2 separate regions of the Mus musculus genome follow, and region 1 is linked to region 2. The links are chromatin contacts, called in public Micro-C maps. All regions are on one chromosome and are shown on one strand. Each heading gives the region's core, a stretch centred on a gene start, on an enhancer-like site or on the middle of the called end of the contact. The rest is flanking DNA. Distances are from core to core; before and after follow the strand shown.

What was found. A called contact is a pair of places that touch in the nucleus more often than the background predicts.
Region 1: a contact with region 2 is called in a Micro-C map of embryonic stem cells, with 4 times the contacts expected there. The contact joins two enhancer-like sites. A contact is called at or near these places in 11 of 39 promoter capture datasets (the 3T3-L1 cell line, the C10 cell line, the HPC-7 cell line and 6 more), 8 of 484 Hi-C or Micro-C datasets (the Ba/F3 cell line and embryonic stem cells), 7 of 115 datasets of contacts at active chromatin or transcription factors (all in embryonic stem cells) and 2 of 9 other capture datasets (adipose tissue and embryonic stem cells).

What each region holds. Positions count from the first base shown.
Region 1 is chr10:12,607,167-12,609,988 of GRCm38.p6, reverse strand. All of the region lies in intron 50 of Utrn (utrophin), which reads left to right. Among named protein-coding and RNA genes, the nearest start is that of Gm25139, 240 kb to the right of the region's middle. Within about 2 kb of position 1,493, at least 22 of the 459 cell types and tissues checked have an H3K27ac peak or open chromatin away from gene starts, as enhancers often do. A contact at or near this core is called in embryonic stem cells, where this site is marked.
Region 2 is chr10:12,384,197-12,387,009 of GRCm38.p6, reverse strand. It overlaps Utrn (utrophin), which reads left to right. Exons shown (of 74, transcript NM_011682.4): 73 at 1,470-1,492. Among named protein-coding and RNA genes, the nearest start is that of Gm25139, 17 kb to the right of the region's middle. Within about 2 kb of position 1,374, at least 3 of the 459 cell types and tissues checked have an H3K27ac peak or open chromatin away from gene starts, as enhancers often do. A contact at or near this core is called in embryonic stem cells, where this site is marked.

The sequences.
Region 1 (2,822 bases), core at 244-2,743, 220 kb before region 2:
CTCCCTTTTTACCATAATTCCTCATATCAACGCGAATGTCAAAATTATCTTTTATTACTTAAGTAGTAACATATCGTTAATCAGAAAACCCATGTTACCAATGACTTCACTTATGATTTAATGCAGTGCTTTTTACATGATTAAAAAATAGCCGGGCGTGGTGGTGGCGGACGCCTTTAATCCCAGCACTTGGGAGGCAGAGGCAGGCGGATTTCTGAGTTCGAGGCCAGCCTGGTCTACAGAGTGAGTTCCAGGACAGCCAGGAAAATACAGAGAAATCCTGTCTCGAAAAACACCCCCACCCCCAAATGCCGGTCACAAAGTTAAGTGGTTCTTTAAGAACAAAAAACGTTAGTTGGAACTCTGCGTGACTGACGCGGATACAGTAGGGAGTAAACAGAAAGTTCTTTCTGAGAAGAGAGCTGGCATAGCACTCTAGATTCAGAAAATGCTATTTTGTCATCGTGACTAAAAGCTTGATGACTTGTGTTTCCTCTGGGGTGCAGTTTATTAAGTATCAAATGGAAATTTCCAGCCTGTATGTATGGATCTGAAAGCTATAGGCACGAACCGCTTTCTCTTGGTTCTCGGCAGAGCCCTGCTGGCCTTTCAAAGGGAAGTTAGTTGTTTATATTTAGCTCTGGAAATTAAGCAATTAGCAGGGATAGGAGAATATAGACAATGTCACACCATTGTCGTTTTCTCACTTGCTCGAAGTTTGTTCATCTCAGGCAAGGTAAATGAGTCCAAGTAATTGAAGTTGGAAAGGATGTGGAGTGTGGGAGAGGATTGCTTTTCATTTTTCTTTTTCTAGTTTGTTCAGGTCTGTGAAGTTCTGAAAGACTGATTTGTAACAAAGCTCAGTCACAGAAGCGGACAGTGCTTTTTAATGCTTAATAAATAATTGGCCGCTGTGACAGCATGGCCTGATAAAGCCGGAACGGAATCCCTCTAGAATGGAAAGTGAAGTAGTTGGGTCAGGCCTGGTGGTACAGGTTCTGTACTCTCAGCTAACTGGGAAGCTGAGGCTGGAAGATTGTTCCAGGCCTGGGTGGTTTGTAGAGTGAACTGAAGGTCAGGTTGTATAACTTAGTGACTCTCTGTCTTGTATTGAAATGTTAAAGTATCAAAGCTTTGTGTATTGTGCCAGGTGAACATTTGCCTAACATATGTAAGGCCCTAAGGGCAATTCCCTGCAGTTGCTGGAAGGTGTTGGTTTTCAGGGTGGGTGCCTCCTTCTCCCTGCTCTTCCTCCTTCTCTTCTCCCTCTTCTTCCTCCTTCTCTTCCTCCTCCTCCTAATACATATTTGTGCATGTTTATTATAGAATTGGTAGACAGTTTCTGTGTATAGACACCATGACCTTGACAACTCTTATTAAAAAAACAAAACAAGACAAAACATTTAATTGCGCTGGCTTACAGTATAGAGGTTCAGTCCCTTACCATCATGGTGGGAAGCATGGCAGAGTGCAGGCAGACATGGAGCTGAGGGTTCTATATCTGGATCCTCAAACAGCAGTTGGAGACTGTGTCACACCAGCCACATTTGACCTTATGCTACCTCAAAGCCTGCCCTCACAGTGACACACTTTCTCCAACAAGGCCACACCTCCTCCAAGGAGGCCACAGCTCCTAATACTGTCACTTCCTATGGGCCAAGCACTTATATACATTTGTGTATGGGCTCCATACCTGTTCAACACCACATTCACAAAAGTGACCATCTCTTTTGAGACAGGATCTTTTATTGGCCTGACCTCACCAAGCTGTCCAGACTGGGGTGGATTCTCCCTGTTTAGACTTCCCTAGCTCTGGGATTACAAAGACAGTGCACACACACCACCATACCCAACAAACATTTTTCTGTGGTTTCTGAGAATCAAGCTCAAGTCAAGCACTTTATCCAGTGAGCCACCTTCTCAGGCCATATTTATGGTGTCTGTATTTTTTCCTACTGTAAAAGGACTAGGAAAACAAAAACTGTTGACATAGAAAACCACAGCACAATAAAAATTAACAGGAAAGCAACAACCCTAGACTCCATGGGAAAGCGTCTAATGAAACACGGACAGAGACGCCTAATGAATAGGATTGTAAACGTTCTATGTGTTTTTAAGATAGTGTTAATATATATTTTTATATGTTTTATCTATCATCTATCCATTTATATATCTTCTATTTATCTATCTATCTAATTTATATATCATCTATCTACATATCTTTCATCTATCTATCTATCTATCTATCTATCTATCTATCTATCTATCTATCTTCCTACCTATCATCTGTCTGGGAAAGAAAATTGTCACCAGTTCTATGTAACATCTGGAGAAACAAGCTCTTTTAACTCCACAGTGAAGGCACAGAGTAGGCGATGCTTGGCCAGTACATGATTTAACTGGCACTGTTGACAGGTTTTCTGATTCCAGATTCAGTGTCTCTCTGCATTTCATTTCAGGTGGTCACAGTGGTTATCCTGAGCTACAAAGAACCATGCGGTTGAGGGGTAAAGAAAGAGAAAGTAGCTTAAGTCATTGCTATACTTTCTTTTAGTTATCATTCGTTGTATTTTCACTGTACTAGGAAGGAAATCCCCTGTGTAGATGTTTCATCACCCGTAGTCTTGGGCATGCCTAGGTACTTGTTCTCATCTTGAAGTTGAAAAAACAATGAGCAACTGGGCTGTGGTGGCGCACGCCTTTAATCCCAGTACTCGGGAGGCAGAGGCAGGTGGATTTCTGAGTTTGAGGCCAGCCTGGTCTACAAAGTGAGTTCCAGGACAGCCAGGGCTACACAGAGAAACCCTGTCTCGAAAAACCAA
Region 2 (2,813 bases), core at 125-2,624:
AGATTGTTCTTCTGGTGATTCTGTTACCGTCTATCAGCAGACCTGGGAGACAGATTCTCTCCTCTGAGTTTCAGTGCTCAGAGCACTCTCTGCTGGCAAGCTCTCTTACAGGGAAGGTGCGCAGATATCTTGTATTTGGACCTCCTCCTGGCCGAAGAAGAAGGCCCAAAACAGGACCTTTCTCAGACACTGTGTTGCTTTGGCAGTTCCCAGGTGGTACAGACTCTAACCTAAGCAGACTAAATTCCTAAGTTCCTTGGAGTCCCGGGACGAAGATGGTGACCGCTGCTGCTGTGGCTTAGGCCGCCTCCCCTGCCGGGTGGGCACCTGTCCTCCGGTCCGGAAGGTGGCCGGCTGTCCCCGGCCCACACAGGGTGCTGCCTCAGCGCCTCTGTGCTTCTGCCTGTTCCAGAAGCTGTCAGGTTCTCTGGCGCACCCTCTCACCTGTTCAGACTAATTTCCTAAGTTCGGCGGGTCCCGGACCAAGATGGCGACCGCTGCTGCTGTGGCTTAGGCCGCCTCCCCAGCCGGGTGGGCACCTGTCCTCTGGTCCGGAAGGTGGCCGGCTGTCCCCGGCCCACACAGGGTGCTGCCTCAGCGCCTCTGTGCTTCTGCCTGTTCCAGAAGCTGTCAGGTTCTCTGGCGCACCCTCTCACCTGTTCAGACTAATTCCCTAAGTTCGGCGGGTCCCGGACCAAGATGGCGACCGCTGCTGCTGTGGCTTAGGTCGCCTCCCCAGCCGGGCGGGCACCTGTCCTCTGGTCCGGAAGGTGGCCGGCTGTCCCCGGCCCACACAGGGTGCTGCCTCAGCCCCTCTGTGCTTCTGCCTGTTCCAGAGGCTGTCAGGTTCTCTGGCGCACCCTCTCACCCGTTCAGACTAATTTCCTAAGTTCAGCGGGTCCCGGACCAAGATGGCGACCGCTGCTGCTGTGGCCCAGGCCGCCTCCCCAGCCGGGCGGGCACCTGTCCTCCGGTCCAGACGGTGGCTGGCTGTCCCCGGCCCACAAAGGGTGCTGCCTCAGTGCCTCTGTGCCTCTGCCTGTTCCAGAGGCTGTCAGGTTCTCTGGCGCACCCTCTCACCTGTTCAGACTAATTTCCTAAGTTCGGCGGGTCCCGGACCAAGATCCTTCCTGAATGTTTTAAAAGAGCTAGTATATGTTTTGTGTGGGGTTTTGGTTTTTTCTTTTTCTTCTCTCTCTCTCTCTCTCTCTCTCTCTCTCTCTCTCTCTCTCTCTCTCTCTCTCTAGAATGTTTGCATTTCAAATCACATAGAATATGAGACATTTACTTGGAAAACTAGCCTTGCTTAGAGGGTCAGGGTGGCTGGCCTCTGCTTCCTGCTAGCATCCTTGGAAGGGCAGAGCTATTCTCTTCCTCTGAAAAGCATTCTATACATTTGCATGCATGAGAAGGGAAGGCACAAAGCAATAGTAAAGCCCTCAATTGATTTCTTCTATTTTCTTTTTCAGCAAATGTCCCCAGCAGGCCACAGGTAAGAGTTAATGGTTCAATTGACTTCGCTTTCTTGATCCCATCTGGGCGTAAGCACATTAGCTGCTATTGATTTAGTTTAGTCTTACTTCATTCTCCATATAAATGAGTAAAGCCACGTGATGTTTAAGTGTTACTTGGTTCTGTACAACAGATTGTTGCTTTGAAGATGTTGGGTGGGACCATTTGGTTCCCCAAACCAAACTCTATGAGGCACCCAAAGTACCCATGCTGGATTTCAGTTCTCATTCCATGCTCTCTACTATACAAGTTTCTGTGTAAATCTGACTGACCTCAAATCTCACATTTGTCACAGAACAGTGACTTTGAAATGTCCCTGGTACTACAGGGCAATACTGAGATCATTACTCCAATGAAGACAGAGTTGCCTTTTTCATTTAAGAAAATACGTTGAGCTCTTCTGGCATCTTTAGCCCAGTAGCTTTCAGTTTTGTTTGGTTCCTTATGAGGAGCCATTAATTAAAATATACCACGGAGCCAAAGCAGATCTTTATAAAACATTTTCTTGAGTGAATTTATTAGTCCTTTCAAAACAGTCAACATTGTTTCATCTTATTAGCAAGTGGAACTGGGGTCTTGGCTAGAAGACAGGTGTCTGTAAAGCAGTCTGTGACACAGTAGGTAGGGTTAGCATCTTCCGGTGATGCCCATTGTCCTGGTCCATTGGAAGCAAGGATTTTAAAGGGAAGTGAGATGACAGAAGAACCCTCAGAGGTATAAGAAGAGATGGGAAGATGTGCTCATGTGCAGGGAAGCAGACACATCCCAAAACAATCCATTTGTTAAAAGTACTCAAGTTAGACATGTTTTTTCAAAAATCTACTTCAAAATTGTGTAGCCCGTATTTAGACCCATTGGCATTTTCCACATAGCAGACACCACTAGACATCTGTCTCCTCCTCTCTAGGACATGAAGGAATGGGGTACTCTTTTGGTAGCCTAACACATATATCATCGCTACCTTTCCCAAGAAGCAAAGACCTCTCAATTTGACCTGGGTTTCTAGCCTGTTTAAAAAAAAAAAAAAAAAAAAAAAAAAAGACGTCTTGTCACCCCTGGCCTCTGCTTTTATGTTGGTGTTGACTACTGTAATAAACAGCTGGCATGTGACTTCAGGGTGAAGGAAATGTCCTCATCCCACATGAGCAGTTGGGGGAGGGTCCCCTTTGAACACAGCCATATAAAGTTTTAGTTAGTTCTGAAAGATGCCCTTATTTTCCCATGAAGAACTGACAAGTCTTCATTACCTGAATGTCCTTATGCAGATGCTGTTCTGACCTTGGTGTTTTCCCTTGCCACAG